2 separate regions of the Sus scrofa genome follow, and region 2 is linked to region 1. Evidence: chromatin contacts called from public Hi-C data. All regions are on one chromosome and are shown on one strand. The core of a region is the stretch at or near the end of the contact, and the rest is flanking DNA. Distances in the headings are between cores, read along the strand shown.

Evidence for each region. A called contact is a pair of places that touch in the nucleus more often than the background predicts.
Region 2: a contact with region 1 is called in a Hi-C map of mesenteric adipose tissue, with 2.0 times the contacts expected there. The contact joins two enhancer-like sites. A contact is called at or near these places in 1 of 5 promoter capture datasets (liver), 22 of 47 Hi-C or Micro-C datasets (alveolar macrophages, brain, embryonic fibroblasts and 11 more) and 1 of 2 datasets of contacts at active chromatin or transcription factors (skeletal muscle).

What each region holds. Positions count from the first base shown.
Region 1 is chr1:270,797,631-270,804,033 of Sscrofa11.1, reverse strand. All of the region lies in intron 2 of ABL1 (tyrosine-protein kinase ABL1), which reads right to left. Among named protein-coding and RNA genes, the nearest start is that of ABL1, 39 kb to the right of the region's middle. Within about 2 kb of position 3,978, at least 17 of the 83 cell types and tissues checked have an H3K27ac peak or open chromatin away from gene starts, as enhancers often do. A contact at or near this core is called in mesenteric adipose tissue, omental adipose tissue, retroperitoneal adipose tissue and 2 more, where this site is marked.
Region 2 is chr1:270,876,947-270,883,349 of Sscrofa11.1, reverse strand. All of the region lies in intron 4 of ABL1 (tyrosine-protein kinase ABL1), which reads right to left. Among named protein-coding and RNA genes, the nearest start is that of QRFP, 38 kb to the left of the region's middle. Within about 2 kb of position 3,124, at least 17 of the 83 cell types and tissues checked have an H3K27ac peak or open chromatin away from gene starts, as enhancers often do. A contact at or near this core is called in mesenteric adipose tissue, omental adipose tissue, retroperitoneal adipose tissue and 2 more, where this site is marked.

The sequences.
Region 1 (6,403 bases), core at 2,729-5,228:
TTTTTTTTTTTTTTAAGGGCCACAAGGGTAGCATATGGAAGTTCCCAGGCTAGAGGTCAAATCAGCTACAGTAGCTGGCCTACACCACAGCCACTGTGATGCCAGATCTGAGCCACATCTGCGACCTACACCGCAACTTGAGGCAATGCCTGATCCTTAACCCACTGAACGGGGCCATAGTTTGACCCTGCATCCTTAGCGGGATGGTTTCCATTGAGCCACGACAGGAACTCCCCTTCTGTCTAAAATTTGATGACTGAGTTTAAAATGTCAGGAGCTGGTTTTTTGTTTGCTTTGCCGCACCTGCAGCATATGGAAGTTCCAGGGCCAGAGATCAAAACTGAACCACATCTGCAGGAATGCCAGATCGCTAACCCACTGCACCGGGCCTGTGACCTATGCCACAGCTGCGGCAATGCTGGATCCTTAACCACTGTGCTGGGCTAGGGATCGAATTGTGTGGCCCAGAGACAATGCTGGATACTTAACTCACTGTGCCACAGTGGGAACTCCCCAGGAGCTATATTCTAAGGTTTCCTTTCCTGTGAAAACTTTCTTTGCTCAAAAGCAGGGGATGATTTGTGTCTAACAGAGATGCTCTATTTCACTGCATGTGTGCACCCACTTGAACGCATGCAAGCATTCATTTTGGAGGCTGGGCTGTGGCTGGTTTAGGGCATCAAATGTGTTTCTTTCTCACACAACCTGTAGTTCTTCCGAAACTAAAACTCGGTGTTCCCTTATGAAGTCAGGCTCTCCAGGGCAATCTGAGGCTAGGTGAGCCTTTAGAAGGCTGGGATTGTGCAGAGTTCCCTGGTGGTCTAGTGATTAGGACTCAGCACTTTCACTGCGGCAGCCCAAGCTCAATCTCTGGTCTGGGAACTGAGATCCCACCTCAAGCCGCTGCCCAGATTGTGAAGGTACATTCTAGTACAGGCTCTACCAGGAGAGCAAACAACTACATCCATAAATAAACAAGATTTCAGATGGTCTGTGCTGAGAAGCAATTAAAAAGGGGAAGGAGAAACAGAGCTGGTGCCAGCATGGGTACTCTACCATAGGTAGCCTGGACTAGGTTTCCAGAGAAAGTCTTTCCTAAAGGTACCATGTGAGCTGGGGCCTGCATGATCTGCAAGCACCAGGCACCAGAAGACCTACTGTAAGAGTGACCCAGCAGAGGGCAGGGCAGGGACTCACAGAGAAAGCGCCCCAGGAAACCAGTCCCAAACCACACAGTGCCCACAGGCCAAGGAGAGAAGCTGGGAACTGGGATTCTACTCTGAGGTGGGTACACCCACTGCCGGAGAGAAAGTGGGTAGTGAAAAGGTCTGGCCTAAGTGTCTGAGGAAAGGTATCTCCAATGGCCGGAGAGGAGACACATAGGGGAACAAGACCAGGGTGGAAGGCTGAGGAATTTTTCAGAACGGAGGTGGTAATGGTGCAGGGCCAGCGTGGGATTTATTTATTCTAGGATTCGAGGATTATTCTAAGATTTAGTCTAGGATTAATTTATCTATTTAGCTTTTTAGGGCCACACCCACAGCCTATGGAAAGTCCCAGGCTAGGGGTTGCATCAGAGCTGCAGCTGCCAGCCTGCACCACAGCCACAGCAATGCCAGATCCGAGCCACATCTTTGACCTACACCACAGCTTACAGCAACGCCGGATCCTTAATCCACTAAGCAGGGCCAGGGACGGAACCTGCGTCCTCATGGTTCCTAGTCAGGTTCATTACCACTGCACCAGGACGGGAACTCCTTATTCAACCATTTACTACTGTGGAGCATCTGCTGCCTCGGACGTGGGAGTGAGGGTAAGGGAGGGGTCAAGGATGGCACCTGGTGGGGGGGCGGGGATGGCCAGGCATCTGCAGAGATGATACCATGGTCACAGGGTGTCATCCTTTCACCAGGCCCTAAGCCATCAAAAACAGGACAGGACGACAATGTGAAGACCAGATTTGGTGAGAACTCATGAACTCGAAAGAAAAAACTCCTGAAAGTACCTGTGCTTCCTCTTCACAGCCACAGGGCATTCTCTCATCCGTGTCCTAGAGCCACAGCCAACACAGTCACCGGTGTTGCCCACCTATTCAGCCCGCCCGTTTCCTGTCCAAAGCCACGGCTGGCCAGAGCCACCGTTCACGACGGTTTTCCATTCTTTCCTCAGGGTCCTCCGCAGAAGGTTGTTTACGATCCTGCTTCTCTCCCCGAGCCCGCAGGGAGGCCCGGGTCCCGCCCGCTGGACCGCTTCCCATGCCCTGGCCGTGCGGCCTGCTCTGGTCACTCCGGCCGACTGCGAGCAGGCGGCGGGGGCCGGGGAGGGCTTGGCATGCGCCTGCCGAGTGCCAGGGCCACATTCTTCGGAGTGCACCAAGGCAGCCCCGGCCGGGCCTCGCCCGCGGAAGCGCCTGGGCAGCGGTCTCTCCACAGCCCTGGGAAACTTGTCGTGGGCGATGACCTGCACCCACTTGGTCTCCGCGCTGCCAAACCAATCTGATGAATTCACCCGTTCCTCTGCTTTATCTTTCCTCTCCTGAGGGAAGTACTCGGAGGCCAATGCCCAGTCCCCGTGACAGTCTCCATACCTACTCCTGCTGACAAATGCTGTTTCCACCAAGCCGAGACCATGCCAGGACCGGGGACACGGACCAGACTATTATTCTGCCTATGCCCTATTAGATGTAGAAAACTTTCAAAAATGTCAACATTTGTTAAAACATTAAACTATGGTGTGAAAAAGAAAACAAAAAGGGCTCTCCGGGACCTCGAGACAGACCAGGAACAGGGGCTGTCGGGTGGACTGGCGGCCCCCAGCCGCAGGCTGACTGGATTCCTCCTTAGAGAGAGAAATCGATGCTGTGGGCACTGCCAGTGTGCAGGTGAACTCACTCCCTGGACACGCCTCCCAGGGGGGCGAGGTATAGACTCAGGGTGTGCAGCTAAAGGCTTTAAAACCATCTCATCTTCTGATGCCGAAATCCCACTTGGAGAAACTTATCCGAAGAAAAGAATAGAACATACAAAAAGGTGCAGGAAGAAGATCCTGGGGAAAACACTGCAAGCAACATAAGCGCTCGTGAACAGGGGATTAGCAGGATATGCCACGGCACGGCCGCATCTATCACACCCTGCCACTCGGGCTGTTTGTGCGGCTTCCTCCTCCTGCGAGAACGCTGCAGAGAAAGAGGTGAGCAGCACACAGGCGTCCCGGGCTCCTGGCTGCAGCATTATCACAACCACGCCGAAGTCTCACCGTGTACTTCTAACAACCCCTTAAGAAACCAAGAAAGGCCAGGGACCTTTTCACGAACAAAACAAACAACAACAAAAAAATACATGAACATACAAATGTCTGCATATAATTTCAGAAAGGCCTACAAAGTCCAGAGAGAAGCATATCATTCATATTTAAGGATAAAAATCACCCTGGCAAGGTAACAAATTCTAAATATGGACAGCTCTGGCCAAAAAGGAGAGGAGTGGGGGAACTTCAGACTTTGGGGTGGCTGGTTAGGCAGGCAGGCACTAAGCCCACCACTGAAGTCTACCTGTATCCTCTGAAATGATCCAATCAATCCTAACAAGGTGTCAGGAGAACAAAACACAAAATACTGACCCTACACATAACAAGCACAAGAACAGGAAATCTGTACAGACTTCCTCCAAGGTTTCTGGATACATTCGTTAAAACAAGAATCTGATCCTGCTAAAGAAACCAAATATATTGTTGAGATAAAAAAGAAAAGCAGTCAGTCCCTCTACTGGAAGAGGAACCGTTAACATGTGGAAGGTTAGCGACAGAGTTCCGTCTGAACCAGGAGGCCCCTGTTCCCGCCAGGGGTAAAGAGCAAAGCAACATAAGGAGCTCTGGGGACACACCAGGCACACAAGAACCTCACTGCGCAGGATACTGCAACCCGGAACGCTCGGCTCTGACTTTCTCCTCTCATTTCCGGATAAACTCAGCTATGTTCCCAGAGAAGACAGTCTCCCCAAAGAACACAGTGATGATGCATCCTGGCCTCTGCAGCTGGGTGTGGCCTGGTCTCTGCCCCCTCACGGCCAATCCCCTCTCCATTGGGCAGCCTGCCACTCAGGGCTTTCACATGTATTGTCCCCTGGCCTGGAATGGTCTTACTTCTCCAAAGCCTGCTCCCGGGGCCAGTCCTGGCTTAAATGTCTCCTCCTCCTGCCCTCCCTCAACCCCACTATGTTAGGTTCGTTTCCTACTTGGGCTGGCAGAGGAGGTGGTGGCAGTGGTAATGACAACACACGACCACAACCCAGATCTCTGGAGTACTCACTATGTACCTGGACTTTCCCTCACTCAGTTAACATGTGTCGTCTCATTTAACCCTCACTGTAAACTTTTTTTTGGCTGCACCCATGTCATGCAGAAGTTCCCAGACCATGGGAGCTCCCACTGTGGCTCAGCAGTAATGAATTCAACTAGTGTTCGTGAGGTTGTGGGTTCGATCCCTGGCCTCACTCAGTGGGTTGAGATTCCAGCATTGCTGTGAGCTGTGGTGTAGGTGGCAGATGCAGCTCGGATCCCACGTTGCTGGGCTGTGGTGTAGGCTGGCAGCTGTAGCTCCGATTTGACCCCTAGCCTGGGAACTTCATATGCTGCAGGTGGGACCCTAAAAAGCAAAAATTTTAAAAATTTAAAAATAAGGACGTTCCCAGACAGGGATGGATCAAACTCCTGCCATAGCAGCAACCAGAGCCACAGCATTGACATTGCTGGGTCCTTAACCTGCTGAGCCACTGGGGAACTCCTAATCCTCATTATAAACCAAAGATGTGGTACCATTATGATGCTCACCGTATGGCCTCCCCAGTGATGCCCAGCATACTTGTTTAGTTCCCTCCCTCACGGAATAGGGCTGACCTGTGTAACCAACAGGATACTGCAGAAATGACAATGTGACTTTTGCAACCAGGTCATAAAAGACATTGCGGTTTCTGCCTTGTGGTCTCTTGGGCTGCCTGCTCTGCAGACACTCAAGCAGCCTATGGAGAGGTCCATGGGGTGAGGAACTAAAGCCTCCTGCCAACAGTCAGCATCACCTAGCCAGCCCTGTGGGTGAGCCTCCGTGGAGGCAGACCCTCCCGCCCCAGTCAAACTGTCAGATGACTACAGCCCCAGCTGACATCCGGCCTGCAGTCTCAGGAAGGACCACAAGCTGGGACCAGCCAGCTAACCCACTTCTAAGTTCCTGGCCCACAGACACTGTGAGGTAATACATTTTTGTTGTTTTAAGCCACTACATTTTGAGGTGATTTGTCATGCAGAAAGAGATAACTAATGCTGATGGGAAAACTGAGACTCAGAATATAACTAGCTCACAGTCACACAACTTATAAGTGGTAGAACCAAAATTTTGGAATCCTGCTAGTCTGACCCCAGAGCTTACATTCTTAACCGTTATACCATGCAGCCTTAATTAATCTTCCTCAGCAGGATTAATGCCCCAACAGATCTTACAGAGGCAAGAATCATGACTACTTTTTTTAATGCTGTAACCTCACCAAACACCAATACAACATACCTGGCATAGAGCAGATATTTTGTCAAAAGAATGAAATAAATGGAGTGAATGAAATGAAAAAAACCACAAAAGGAGTTCCCATCACAGCTTAGCAGTTAACGAACCCGACTAGCATCCATGAGGACGTGAGTTCGATCCCTGGCCTCGCTCAGTGGGTTAAGGATCCGGCATTGCTGTGAGCTGTGGTGAAGGTCACAGATGCGGCTCGGATCCCCAGTTGCTGTGGTTGTGGCGTAGGCTGGCAGCTATAGCTCCAACTGGAACCCTAGCCTGGGAACCTCCATATGCCCTGGGTGTGGCCCTAAAAAGACAAAAAAAGAAAAAAAAAAAGACCATAAAAATGTTGAGTCAGTGGTAGAATTACAGGTGACATGTTCTATACTTTGCCAAACTCTAAATTTTTTCTACAAAGTATATGTATGTTGGAGTTTACCTCGCTTGAATTCAATCTGAACTTGTATCTGAAAGAAGAGAAAGCCAATCATCCACATGTCCAGGGCAGAGAAACTACAAAGCAGTGCAAAGACCCCATGGTTGAAACAGATTCACCATATTTAATGAAGAGAGGACGGGCCAGCATGGCCATGAGGGGGTGTGGGGGACAGAAGCCAGATCTCAGTTAGGCGTTTGGCTTTTAGTTGAAGTGAAATGAGAAGCTACTGGAGGGTTTTAAGCAGAGGAGCAATATGATCTCATTTGCATTCCTGAAAGATTATTCAGGTTTCTGTATGAAAAATAAGTTGTAAAGCAGAAAGCCTGAAAGCAAGAGGAGGCCACTGCACGAGCCCAGACGAAGTGAGGATTTGAGAATTCCCATACTCTGCTTTAGCACAACACCCCGCACACTTA
Region 2 (6,403 bases), core at 1,875-4,374, 80 kb before region 1:
CCTATTCCCTCCATCTGGGCTGAGGACGATGCACCAGAAGCCGAGACCCACCGAGCCCAGCCGTCTGCCTGTGGGGGACGCCCTGGCCAGCGCTCTCCCGGAACAGAGGGGGCTGGGCGGGCTGCCCAGGGACGCGAGGAGGAGGAGGGTGTGAGACCCAGGGGCCTGGGAGCTCAGCCACGGCGGGTGAGACCCTGAGCAAGGACCCCCCTTCTGTGGCGGTCTTGCCTGGACGCCGTGGAGGAAGGCAAAGGCCTGGGCTGGCAGAAAGCGACAACGTGAATGGGGACAGCTGTCTTTCTTCTCTCTTTTTTTTGTTTGGTTCAGCGATGTAGTGAGGGAATATTTCCTCACCAAAGATAATTCACATTAAAATTCACACAGAGCGTCTGGGCTCCGGGCACACAACTGAGTCTCCTGACTCACTAAAAGCAGCCGAGGATGGCGGCAGGCGGGAAGGGCCTGGCATTGGCAAGACTGGCCCACTGCCAAGATGGAGGATGGAGGAGTACAGGTTTGGGACAGTGCTGATGCTTGAGGCAAGAGGGAGAAGCAGGTACAGGTCAGTCACTACTTAGAGAAAGGAAGGAGGAGCCTGAAACGTGTGTCAGGGCCAAGGCCTTGCCTGTTGGCTATGGTGGGCTCCACTACTTTCTATGTATTTATAATATCGGATGATAAAAAATACATGTTTTATCTTTTTGTCTTTTAGGGCCCCGTAGGTCCAATCGGAACTATAGCTGCTGGTCTATGCCAGAGGCACAGCAACAAGGGATCCAAGCCGTGTCTGTGACCTACACCTACAGCCCATGGCAATGCCGGATCCTTAACCCACCAAGAGAGGCCAGGGATTGAACCTGCGTCCTCATGGATGCCAGTTGGGTTTGCTAGCCGCTGAACCACGACGGGAACACCTAAAAATATTTTTTAAAAAGGAGAAATAACAATAAGTATACAAGTTGGTCCCATCTATAACTCTCAAGAGGGTAAACAGGATTCCTTAAAGGAGATTTTTTTCCGTTTTTTGCTTACGGAGATGACATAAAAAAATTTTTAACATCAGACAATAGCAAGCCTTGGCTTAGACGTTTATAATTTACAGTCTTTCTGTAGCAATTCTACTAACATAAAATTCTGAGCAACCCCAGAGTTGTCCAGAAAGATTCCACAGCCCTGGGCAACCTGTCCCCCTGGAAGATGGCAGCTCTGCAAGGAGGACCTTTCAGGGTGAGGAGCCGGCCCCCCAGGAGTCCCCGCTTTCATACCGCAGAGCACAAGGAGAAGCCTCTAAGTGACCTGCTCTAAGGAGGGGCCCTGAGTCACACTCGGGCCCCTGAATGTGGGTACAAGAGTACAGGGTGGGGGCTGGGGGGAAGGCAGAGGTGGACACCGCTGAGCCTACCCTTCTCGACACCCACTTGCTGCCGACATGGCCCTCTTGTTAGTGATGGCTACCAAGGCAAGAACAGCTCACGAAGACGGAGTGGGGGATGCGGGGGGAGTTCCCATCCCAGCCCCTCTCTCGAAAGTCTGCCAGGTGTCCAGCTGCTTCACTGCAGGCTGCAGATGCTCCAAGCCCTCTTCTCTCTGGCCCTCGGCTGATGGGTATCTTCCCTACTGAGGGGTGACGAAAGGAGAGGAGAGAAGAGCCATCCCAAGAAGGCACCCCTTGGAAGCAGAGCACCCCCCACTTGGAAAGCACTGGCACAGTACAGGCAAAAGGGCCCGTTTTGCTTGCTGGGCTCTCGGGCAGGTCACCTGGGAGCAAGGCTCGTTACCTATCTTTCCCTGTCAGCTTGAAAGGAGCACTCCCCAGCCCAAAGATCAAGTTCACGCAATGGCACAGAATGCTAATGGCTCCCCCAAGCCCTACTTTATGCAGAATTTGTTCTTGGTCTCAGCTGATTCCCTCTCAGGCTCCACTGTTAGAAACTGCAGAGTTATGGGAGGTTTCACTGAGTGGGCAAACTCTATCCTTTTCAATAATTAAATTTACAGACCCTGAGACTTAGTTCATCTTTCAACATAAAATTTACATACCGACACGTATTAAATATTGAAACTACTCTCCCTTAAATGTACCGCAGAGCCATCTTCTAGCAGGCGGCTCCGGTGGCTTCCTTCCGAGTAGTGCTAGTGTTTGAGCCGCATTTGCTAGTGAACTGGGTGATCTTCACCAGGAATGCACGGCACGTTCACAGAGAAAGTGAAATCAGTGTTATGAACGGCATGTCATTGTGCTACGCACCCAGTTACGTAAACACTCTGGGGGCTCAGCCGGGGCTGTGCCTCCTCCCAATCATGCAGGGACCCGAAAGATAGGACTTGTCAAAGAAACTCACCAGAAACAGCTTTCCTCCTGACAGCCAGACTCACAGGCTTACGGGAGCTTAGTCTTTGGCTACCTCAGACCCTGGAGGTCTGTCCCCTGCCCCCAGCCCTGGACGTAGTGTTTACAGCCTGCAAGGCCAGGAAGTAACCCCCCCACCCCACCCCACCCTCCAAGCTACTCAGAAACCAGCAGGAAGGCAGTCCTTGAGAGTTAGGCCCCACTTAAGAGTAATGCGCCCCCCTTGACAAGGGAAGGTCAGCTATGGTTTGGCAGGCTTTCCACTGAGATGCCTGTGCCTGCCCAGCCAGGGTCAGGGTGGGTAAATCTGGTTTACACAGTTGGTATCTGTCCTGCCACCTCTGCCAAAGCTTAAGCCCAAATCCCACTCCTGTCAACCTGAACTTGTCGCTTCAACAGACCGTGAAAGTAAGTGTCAACTGGGCATCTCTCTGAAGAAGGGAAGAAAAGGAAAGACTATCGGGGGCTAAGGGAAGCGTGGGGCTTGGCAGAGGCACCCCACCCGAGTAAATATGATACAGACACAAATAACCAGAACTGAACAATGACCGGGGATGGGAGGTGGAAGAGGAAAATCAGACTTTAATTCTGTTATGTTGGCAGAGGTCTCCAAACTTTAAGAAAGCACCAAGACCGAAAACCAAATGCCAGGGTGCCTGAACACTGTGAAGACTACCCGGACTGCCAGGAAACAGCAATGGGTCTGTGTGGTGCAGTCCTTTCAAGAGTCTAGCTTGAAACTCCAAGAGTCCTGGGCTTTGGGCCCTGAGCTGATGGCCCTGGGCTGACTGACCAGCCAAAACTGCTGCTGAAAGCTCGGAACAGGAGGACGAAGGTAAACCAGAGCCAAGAGGGCGGAGGCAGAAAGAAATCCTTTGGGGCCTTGGAGAAGAATCTCTAAATCAGTTGTTTTCTAAAGATTAGCTAATTTGAAAATAAGAATCAAATTTATTCAACCCCAGGCTGTCCCTCCCACCAAACTTTAAATTTTCCCCTTAGAAATCCAAAAACGATTGCATCAAAGCTCTGCTATGTAAGCAGCTTTTGCAAAGCCGAGCCGCACTGTCTCACGCATTGCTGTAACACCTCCCCCCATTCAGATGCTGTACCACTCATTCCAGGAATATGACCCCACCCAACGGGGCCCCCTCAAGAGTGGCCCTCACAGAGCGGAGCCTCTGCAGATGTCGGCCTGATGACCCCGTGGGCTGAGAAATCTCCAGGTGCTCGGACAGCTGGAGGCAGCCTTTGCCAGGAAGGGCGGGCGGAGGCAAGATGCCTCAGACACTTGGATGAGCTGCCCGGCCTGATGAGAGGGGTGCCCTGTGCTCTACCTGGAATGAAAGGAACCTACCTGGTGCACACCAGCTTTCAGACAGAGGCTTGGCTTCCTCATCAGGTGACTCAAATTCTGCAAATCATGTGTCCATGCGGGCCTTGCGCGCCACCTTTTAATAATGCTTTAGACCCACCCCCGCGGGACAAGGTAGACAAGTTGACCTAGATCATGCATCGTCTGCATCTGTTCCAAGGGTGCTGATGACACAACTCCAGGGAAAAGAAACCCTTATCCTGCTCAGCACAAGCCTCCCCTGATCACTGTGGTGCCGCACGGCTCGCCCGTGGATAGACAGTGCAGACGGGAAGCAAGCTGTCGGCTCCAGGAGACCACCGCCCTCACGAGCGGTGCCCTCTGGTGTCCTGCTTCACTAAAAAGGCAGCCCTGCGGTCTGAAGGCTAGGTGTCCAAGGGCTCGGCACCCTGGCATGTCTTCTGCAGAAGGAAGGTCTCAGTTCTACCCACGGGATGGGAACAATGACCTGAAAAGCAAGCTGATGAGGCCGACCTCTGGTCGCACGTCAACAGCAGACTATGCTGTCTGTCACAGAGACTCTGGTGCTGGTAGAAGGACATGTGCCACAACAGAAAGCATCCGATACTGGCAATAAGGACTTTAGCCAGAAGACTCTGAGATGTGGAGATGCAGAAAAATCAACAGATAAGCACACTGAAAAAAGAAATGCCAAAAAACAAACCCCCCAAAAATCTGGAGTTCCCATCATGGCGCATCAGAAACGAATCCGACTAGGAACCATGAGGTTGGGGGTTTGAGCCCCGGCCTTGCTCAGTGGGTTAAGGATCCGGTGTTGCCATGAGTGGTGGTGCAGGTCGCAGACACAGCTCAGATCCCGCATTGCTGTGGCCGTGGTATAGGCGGGCAGCTGCAGCTTTGATTTGATCCCTAGCCTGGGAACCTCCATATGTTGCGGGTGCAGCTCTGTAAAGAAAAAAAGAGAAAGAAATGCATTGTGCATTTGTATGGTACGAGTAAACATGTGGGGATAACCATGAAAATGTTAGCAAGATTAAAAAAAGGGGACTAGAGCTATCAGGTATCACATGTTACAGGAGTTCCCTGGTGGCCTAGTGGTTATGGATCTGGTATTGTCACTCCTGTGGCATGGGTTTGATCCCTTGCCCAGGAACTTCCACATGCTGCAGGCACAGCCAAGAAAACCCCCCAAAACCAAAACAAACAAACAAGATCAACACCACACACTATAAAGCTAGGAGTTCCTGCTTGTGCGAAGGGGGTTAAGAATACAACTGCAGTGGCTAGGGTTGCTGTGGAGGTACAGGTTCAATCCCTGGCATGGCGCAGTGGGTTAAAGGATCCCAAACTGCTGCAGCTGCTGCTGGGATTCAACCCCTAGCCCAGAAACCTCCAAATGCTGCAGGTGTGGCCAAACACACACACCATAAAGCTGTAATAATGAAAAGTCTGGTTCTGGCATATGAATAGAGAGAACAGAGTAAATTCATAGGTAAATTTGGTATATTTCAAATACACAGGAAAAGATGAATTTGGTAAATGGCACAGGAAGCACTCAACACACAACCCAGGCATGTTAAACATAACAAAATACAATCGTTACCAATCAATCACCGACAGAGATGTCTTTGCAAGTCTGATAAAATACTGCTGTCGAGCATATAGGGAAACACACACTCGCACAACACTGCTGGTGAGAAAACATATTTGTACAATTGCTAAAGAAAGTACTTTGGGAATATCTCTACGAATGTGAAATGCACATAACCGTCAATCAGTTCTAGCAACTTATCTCGCAGACGCCTGGAGTCTGCCAAGAAGTATGCACAATGACGGTCACAACCTGCTAGCGAGTCTGTGAAATAAATGAGTGGATTATGACCAGAATCAAAAAAAAAAAAAAAAAGCAACAGGACAGAATGGAATACCAAACATCAGAGTGCATTACATACAACGGGAGTAAGTAGGGTTTCACGAACCTTCTGTTACTAGTACATGTATTGGGTGGGTGACCTAAACCTTTTTTTTACGGTGGGCTGAGATTTTTTAAAAAGGTTTGAAATCCACCTCATAACAGTATTATTTATAATAGCAAAAGACTGGAAACAGCCTAAAAGTCAGCCAGCAGGGGACTGCTTAAATAAATGATGGTCCGTCCATGCTATGCAGTCATTAACGAGAATGAGACAAGGCAGCTCCAAATGTGCTGCCATGAAACAATCTCCAAAATATATGATTAGGTGGGAAAAGCAAGATGCAGAACTGTGTAGATTATGCATCACTTGTGTGTGTGTGTGTGTGTTTAAATATAAACACACATACACTGGGGAACTCTGTAAGAAACTGGTCACAGGGGTTGCCTCTGAGCAAGAGAAATGAATTAGGAGACAGAATTACATTTCACTGCAATTCATTTTGTTCTTTTTAACCATGTGCATGTATCACATATTATTAAAAAATACATACACCATCTGGAACCCTCCAACAGTCCACCTGTCTACCCCTTCGGGACAGCACGTTGCCATGGCGCAGACAGTGGAGTCTGAACCTAGCTACTTCCTTCAGCTCCCACTGTGTGATCTGCAGCAAGAAACCTGACCCCTCCAAACCTTCATTTCCTTAATGCAAAAATGCAGTTAAAAGCAGTATCTGCCCTGAGGACTAAGGTGAGGTGTAAATAAGATGAGGATGGAAAAACGCCCCATCTGACAGGAGGCACT